2 separate regions of the Sus scrofa genome follow, and region 2 is linked to region 1. A link is a contact called in public promoter capture Hi-C data. All regions are on one chromosome and are shown on one strand. The core of a region is the stretch at or near the end of the contact, and the rest is flanking DNA. Distances in the headings are between cores, read along the strand shown.

The links. Promoter capture Hi-C pulls out the DNA fragments that hold promoters and counts their contacts.
Region 2: a promoter capture Hi-C map of liver shows a contact between it and region 1, with 11 times the contacts expected there. The contact joins the promoter of MAP2K3 here to the promoter of UBB in region 1. A contact is called at or near these places in 2 of 5 promoter capture datasets (fetal liver and liver) and 1 of 47 Hi-C or Micro-C datasets (liver).

The regions. Positions count from the first base shown.
Region 1 is chr12:59,170,554-59,174,468 of Sscrofa11.1, forward strand. It overlaps UBB (ubiquitin B), which reads right to left and starts at 2,288. Exons shown (of 2, transcript NM_001105309.1): 1 at 2,209-2,288; 2 at 736-1,547. The coding sequence starts at 1,541. The coding sequence ends at 852. The region is part of intron 2 of LOC102164714 (a long non-coding RNA gene); the gene reads left to right.
Region 2 is chr12:61,394,687-61,398,601 of Sscrofa11.1, forward strand. It overlaps MAP2K3 (dual specificity mitogen-activated protein kinase kinase 3), which reads left to right and starts at 1,651. Exons shown (of 12, transcript XM_021068056.1): 1 at 1,651-1,886. The coding sequence starts at 1,838.

The sequences.
Region 1 (3,915 bases), core at 1,038-3,537:
TTCCATTACAGAGAAGTGACTGAAGGAGAAAAAGGTTGAGAATAAAGCCTTGTAGAGTACCTTGTGCCCAGAGGTTCTTACTCCCTTAGTTTTATTCATATTGGAAATACAGTGTCTAGCACTTAGTGGCATGGGAAAACAAAAAAAGCTCGTGTAGGACTTAGATTTTTCTTACAATGAGGTAAACCTGTTATTAGGAGCCATCTTAATTGGCTAACACCAAAATCAGCAAACTGCCTCAGATAGGATACCCTTCCTAGCCTGTTAACTAGGGCTCCACTTGATTCTCCTATCAGTTCATATAAGCAAGGTTCTATTTCATTTCCTACCATTCAACACTTAACTGTAATGCCCTAAAGAGGAAACAAAAAGCTAACAGCCAAATAATCATCTTAAGACTTGAAAACAATTGAGAAGCCTTAACCAAAAATACTCTAGAAGTCTTAATTAGGTTACTATTTGAGAAACAGGCAAGTATGCTTTCCCTCAATATGCCTTCATACTCCAAAAATTTTAAATGGCTCACACTTGGAAATAGCTTTAATTACAGTAGAATCTTACCTGACTTGTAAAAAACCCTGGACAAAGGACACAGTTCGTACGCAGTGTTTAACCAAAGTCAAATGACTTAATTATGGTCACATGGACAATCTCAAAGTTGTTAGGAGCCTCTACCACTACATAATTTCCGAACAGACAACAAATACACTACCATGCAACAAAACCTTTATTAACATTTTGGACAGGTTCAGCTATTACTGAAACTGGTAATTTCTAAACTTAAATTGGGGCAAATGGCTAGAGTGCAGAGTAATGCCATCAGTGGGCATTATGAATGCAAGACTGGAGAATTAGCAGCCACCCCTCAGACGGAGGACCAGATGGAGAGTGGACTCTTTCTGGATGTTGTAATCAGAAAGAGTGCGGCCATCTTCCAGCTGCTTGCCTGCAAAGATGAGCCTCTGCTGGTCAGGGGGAATGCCTTCCTTATCCTGGATCTTGGCCTTCACATTCTCGATGGTGTCACTGGGCTCCACCTCCAGGGTGATGGTCTTGCCGGTCAAGGTCTTCACGAAGATCTGCATACCACCCCTCAGACGCAGAACCAGATGGAGAGTGGACTCTTTCTGGATGTTGTAATCAGAAAGAGTGCGGCCATCTTCCAGCTGCTTGCCTGCAAAGATGAGCCTCTGCTGGTCGGGGGGAATGCCTTCCTTATCCTGGATCTTGGCCTTCACATTCTCGATGGTGTCACTGGGCTCCACCTCCAGGGTGATGGTCTTGCCGGTCAAGGTCTTCACGAAGATCTGCATACCACCCCTCAGACGCAGAACCAGATGGAGGGTGGACTCTTTCTGGATGTTGTAATCAGAAAGAGTGCGGCCATCCTCCAGCTGCTTGCCTGCAAAGATGAGCCTCTGCTGGTCGGGGGGAATGCCCTCCTTATCCTGGATCTTGGCCTTCACATTCTCGATGGTGTCACTGGGCTCCACCTCCAGGGTGATGGTCTTGCCGGTCAGGGTCTTCACGAAGATCTGCATTTTGACCTATAGAGTTCAAGAAAACGTACTGTATCACCTCACGATGTTTCACTATTCGTATCTAACCAGTTCTTTGGAACGACCTATTACTCCAAAATGCCTTGAAGAGATTAAGGTCCCTCACAAACCTCCCCCGATTTTGACTAGACTACGCGAGAATGAAGCCACCGAACACACGATTCCTTAGTCAAGATGTCAATCAAAGCAGGGTGGAGAATAATCGCAACTGCTTGCCCAGACCAGGATCCAAATCTTTCTCAACTGCTCCAGATACTTCGTTAGGTTCGCCGCCGCCAGCCCCCAACGTCCCCCTAACCTAATGACGGTAGCATTGAAATTCCCGTTGGGAGGTGGGTGCGACACCCTCTCCACGTCAGGATTCGGAACAAGGTTTCCAGAAGCCCGGCTATACTACCTCTTTCCCACCTTCCCCCCTGGGGCAGACACGATGGAATCTCCCTCGCTTAAGTGTCCGTTGACCTCTGCGGGCGCCCGCGCCAAGCGCCCCCGCGCCCCACACGTAAACAAGGCCCGCTCTTCCGCAAAGGCCGGCGCCGCGTCAGCGCGCCTCCCCTCCCCCACCCCGCCCCGCCTGAGACCCGCCGGGTCGCCCGCCCCGGGAACCCCTCTCCACTGCTCCCCACGCTCACGGGCGAAGGCTCAGTACCTGTGAGTGAAGGCACAGACGCTGTGAAGCCAATCACACCGAATCACCTCGACCGCAACAGCGAAACCGCCAACAATGCCAGTCGCTTCTGAACGCTGCGGCTCGGCGGGGCCGAAATTTATGCAACGTCTGTTGCGTCACTCATCACGCTTGCGTAGGCGCCGTATCCGTGCGCTGCTGAAAGTAGTTCCCTCGGCCTCACCTCCGCGACGCAGCGAGGCCCCTCAGCGGAGCCCTGAATTCCTCAAACCGGAAGAAAGGATCCTAAAAAATTCAGCTCTCCTCTCTTCCAGGTTGTTCTGCTCCTCCTTTAGGAAAAGGTAGGGAAATGATCAGGCGGATGAATTCGAGTTAAGGGGATCTTCCTCGAAAGCTCTGGAAACTTCCTTGCTGCGCCGGTGCTGATTGGTGAGGCGTGGGAGGCGAGGCCGGCGCTGATTGGTGGCTCGGCTGTTGCTGGGCTCCCTCCGGGGTGGTTCAGCGCCGACGTTGCTAAGTAACTGAGTGCGCGTGCGCGGCAGAGGCGCGCCTTCGCCGGAGACGCGTACTTCCGGCGGGAGGGGGAGGAGGGGTGCTTTGCTCCCGCCACGGAGGCCCGGACCCCTCCAATATTGTTTTCGGCGAGGAGACCGCCGGCTCTGCGGCGACTTATCGAGAAAGCCACCCGGCCCGGTCAAGAGAGGTCCACGACCTGGGCGGTGATGTCTGCCCTAAAACACAAGCCTCCGCATCACACAGGCTGGTTTTTAGTTGTCTGTAGAGCAGCGTTGTTGCGCTTTAGTCACGCTTTACTGTTAGGATGCTCCGGCCTTGTCTGGGACGACGAAATCTAGACATCGTTGATGGGACACGCTGCCGGGCCCGGGGTCTGCCCGCACCGCGGAGGACCCCCCTCCCCACGTCCCTTCCGCGGAGGGTCTCCCCTCCCCCACGTCCCTTCCGCGGAGGGCCTCCCCTCCCCCACGTCCCTTCCGCGGAGGGTCTCCCTTCCCCCACCGCGGAGTCCCCGGTTCTCCCATCCCCCCAACTCGCGGGCCCTGGCCCGCTCCCCGCGCCAGGTGACCCTGTGGCTCCGGCCAAACCCGCACATCCCCTCCCTCGCTGCTGTTCAGCCTGGTAGGGAGAGAAATATGTGGATTAGGGGCCTGAAAACCCACTTGAAGAGGCAGCATTCGGGTACAAGAAATAACCAGTCTCTTTAGCGTTCCGTTACTGTGTTGGTTGTGCAAGCGACGTTAAAGGGGCGTGTTTCCCTGCGCCCCGGGTGTGGCCGCCGGTCGGCAAGGAAGGTGAGTAAGGCAGGCGTGTTTGGACCGTGAGCCCTGCAGCCCCGCGTCTGAGTCATGCAGGTGGGGTGTAAATAAACATGCCCATGGCTGTTTGTCACGTGACATCCGCCTTCCTAAGAGGTGGTCTGAAGATGTGCTCAGTAGTACGAACTAGCTAGACACCACTGCAGAAGGTCGTTAGTCAGGAAAGGACAGCATTCTTTTTTAATGACTCTACCCAGTCTCCGATGTCAGGACAAATACTGAAGAGTGCTGCCTGGGAATGTTTATTTTTTTGGGAGCTGCTGGCTCTTGGCAATCACAAAGAGAAACTATGCCCCCCAGTTCCAATCAGCGTCTCTGTTCACGTTGCTGCTGTGGTCACTGTTAACAGATTTAATAAGTTCCTCCTAACACAGCAGCTCGCCGACAGTGGGGA
Region 2 (3,915 bases), core at 401-2,900, 2.2 Mb after region 1:
ATGAAAGCCCCGGGAATTATGGTGGGAGGTGGGGGAGAAAGAGGTTGTGGGCAGAGGGGACAGCAGCAGCCAGGCAGGGTGGGTAGTGGCATGTTCAAGGGGCAGCACTGAGACCCTTGCACATGGCACAGGCAGAGCAAAGCGGTGGGGGGTACCATGGGAGGAGCAGAAGTCCTAGCGGCCACTGGGGGCCTGAACCAAGAAAACCAGCAGGAGCAGGCCTGCAGTCCCAGGAAGAAGGTAGCTGCTGCCAGTGCCTGTTTCCCAGATGGATAAGCAGCAGGTCCTGAGGCCACATGACCCATTTGGGACAGAGTGCTCTGGGCAGCTCCAGACACCCAGGAGTGGTGAGCGCTTCCTGTAGGAGGTGTCCACAGTGTGTTTACAAACATCTCTTGGGCACCTAGTGAGTTCCAGGCCTGAAGCCAGGCACTTCCAAGGTGGCGGTCATGGACTAATTTCAGAGAGGCCTCGTTGTCCCCATGGGACAGGGCTGTAAGCAGCAGTGTTGGCATTTGAACCCGTAGCCTGAGGAGTCCATAGCTCATGCCTTTCTGCCCACTGCCGGGAAAGATGAGCCAGAGACACAGGAGGAAATAATGATAATTAGTAGGCCTCCCCTTATCTCATCTGACTGTGTGGGTGGGCCCCGAGGGTCACCTCTGTCTTAAAAGCAGGAAGGCTCCACGCCTTTCTAGCAGGTGGTGGAATCTGCTTCCCTCACGTGAGATGCCTGGCAGGTCACACGCTCATACCTGCCTGAAGCCAGGGGCTGACCCTGTGACCTTTGCCAGGCCGGCTATCCAAGTCCTGGTCCCAGTTTGCCAGCTTGGTCAGTGGCTCCTGAAATCCCAAGCTCCCACGTGGGAGCAGAAAGGGCACCGGCCCGACTGGACATTATACAGATGAGCAGACTGAGGCCTCGAGAGGAGGAGGGACGGAATCAAGGGCGTGGGAGAGAGCCAGGACTAGACCTTGGCTGAAATGCTTTGAGATGCCGTCTTACTCGCTAAGGCTGTTTCCGCACGTGTAGAACCGGGCGGGGGCAGGGGACACAGCCCTCAGAGCTACCGACGTTTGCTGACTTCTCCCCAGGTACCACCAAGCCGGCCTTTGTGTCCCCAGCCGTTGCTGAATACGGAATAAACATGCGCACGCCGGGCATTCAGTCAACAAACACCTCTTGCGTGTCGGTGGAAGCCAGGGTCTCTTCCCACCAGCAGCGCCGGGAGGCGGGGACGCGAAAACAGGCTCGGGTGGCCTGACTTGCCCAGGTCAGCCCCGCTATGAAGTAGTCGAATCGGGATCTGACCCCAGCTTCACCCCCGGGGCGCACTTCGAGCCCACCGGCGGCACCCGCCTTCCTGCTCCCCAGGGCCTCCGCCAGGCCGCCGGGGACACCCGGTCGCTGCGCACACTGCGGGGCTCGAGTCCGGGTGGGCGGGGCTTGCGCCTGGTCGGCGGGGGTGCGGAGCCTGACTGGTTTCCAGGTGGCAGGCGGGCTTGACAGGCGGTGGGAGGAGCCACATCCCCGGCCAACGGAGGGCGAGGCTTGAGCTTGACGGGCAGCCCCGGGCCCGCGTTTGATAGGCAGGGGCCGGGCCCCGGAGACCGGAGGACCAATGGGGGTGCGGGGCGGGGCTTGCGTCGGCGCCGTCCGGCCGGGGCCCCAGTCGCGCTGCCCAGTCTGGCCCCGCCGCCGCCTGCCGCGGTCGCGTCCTCGCCGCCGCCCTGGCCGCCGCCCGGGCCGCCCGCCCGCAGCCATGAGCGCGTTCCGCTCGGGCCCAGCCCGTCGCCCCCTGGACTAATCCCGCTGCCGCCCCGACCCGCCTGCACCATGGAGTCGCCCGCCGCGAGTCCTCCCGCCGGCGTGCCCCCGCCCAAAGGTAGGAGCGCCTGGACTGCAGACGCGAGTCTTGCGCGGTCCTCTGGCCCGGCCTCGAACCTCTCGCTCTTCGGTCCCGCGCCCATCCTGGGACCTCGACTGGGTCCCATTTTAGGCTTTGGGGCTGCACCCAGGCCCAAACTCAGGCGGGGGTCTGGTCCTGATCACCCCGCTCCGGGTCAGGAACGTCCATCTGACCTCCCGGTTTGGGCCTTAACTGCACCCTGGACAGGAACTCTCCCAATCCGGGTCCCTCAGCTGGACCGAGGTGGGAGTCACTCTGAGCCCGCGCCCAGCCCGCTTCCACTTCTGGATACCGGGGTTGCATCCAGGCTGGGATTTAACTGGCTCCACGTCTGGGCCCCAGCGGTGCCCCCTGCTGGGGATCTCCCGTGTGGGTGCCCTGGCTAGGCTCCAGCTCAGAACTCCCCGTCTCCCCCCCAACCCCCACCGCGCTCCATCCTCCTAGGCTCCACATTGTGCGCTCCCTGGCCTGCCTGCATCCCGCCCTGCAGCCCTGTCTCCCTGGGAACCTCCCTGAGCCTCCCACCTGGCTCTGCTGCACAGCCCCCTCTCATGGGCTCGCCTTGTCCCGAGTTGCAGCCTCCTCTGCACCAGGGAGCTCACCCTCTCCTGCGCATGTCTCCAGGGTTGATTGGTCCCAGGTCTGTCCCGCTGCCTGTGGGTCCTGGGCCACTGCCAGGCCGGGTGCTGGCTGTGCAATGGGCTTGCTCTTGTCTTCTCCAAGTAGCCGGCCTTCCTGGAAATTTTTGTGAGGTGGCGGCTGCGGCGGCCGGATTTGTCATGCAGAGGGGGAGGACGAGACTTGGAGGGCAAAAGGGGGATTTTTTTGGCAGGGAGAGGCAAGGATGTTTTGGCCTGTCGGAGTCTTGGCGGGCTGGGCTGCGTGAGACGTTTCCAAACCGGACACAGCCCTGATGAATGGGCTGCCCCCCCAGCCTGCTGCCTCATCCCAGCGGCAGGAGCGTCTCTGGGCCCCGGTGTCCTTATCACACCTGCTTCCGTGGACTGTGGACTCTGGGCATGAGACGGTGAACCCTGAAGAGTTTTAGGCCAGTGTGGGTGATGAGGCGAAGGGCTCGCGTGGTCACAGTTTTTCTAGCTGGAAAGGCCTCAGCCATGTGGGATCAAGGCTTTGCCTCTGTTTGGATTGTAGCTGCAGAGTGAGGGGGAGAAAGGCAACAGCTGGAGCTCAGCGGCCCGCATCAGGGGTTGTCCCTGCTTCTCTTTTTCTGGGTGTGTGTGTGTGGGGGGCAGGCAGCTGGAGGGCTTGTGGGGTCCTGGCGAGGGTGTGGGTCCTTGCCTGCCCCTGCTCCTGGCGGCTGCGGTGGCTGTGGGCCGGAGCCCAGCCGGCCGGGTGGGCAGGGTAATTACGTCTTACCTAAGTGGGAGGCCGGATCCCTGACCATTGCCCAACCGCTGTGAGTAACCCAGGAGGCACTCGAGGGGGAGATGGCTGGGGAGGGATGTGCCCTGTGCAGACCTCGTGGAGCTCAGGAACTGGGAAATCGGGCACTTCTCTTCCCCAGCTCCAGGTCGAGGCCTGGCCTGGCCAGGGCTGTGAGATCCGGGGCAGGTCCACGCATCACTCTGGGCCACAGTGTCTTTCAGGGGCAGAGAGAAGACGATGGAAGCCGTGTTTGTTTGTGACGGTCCTTCCAGGTGGGGAAACCCTCGTCGAAGTAAAAATTGCAGGTTGCATAGTTACGGAGGGAGAGGGCTCGTGTGTGTGAAGGGATAAAGCACTTTTGGCAGACGCGCGTGCTGTGTGACCTGAGCTGAGGTGCCGCCCTCTCTGAGCCTCTGCAGAGAGGGGACCAGGCTGGATTTTAGTGTGGGAGTCCAGGTAACAGATGCTGTTGGGTGGGTTGGATGGAGGGTCGGGCCTCCCCAAGGCCCAGGGACCTCGTCAGCCTCTTTGGGGTCCGGGGCGAAATGTAGTGGGGAAGCCACCGTGCCGCTCACCCAGGCCCCGAGAGCTCCCACACACCCGCGTTCCCATGAGCCAG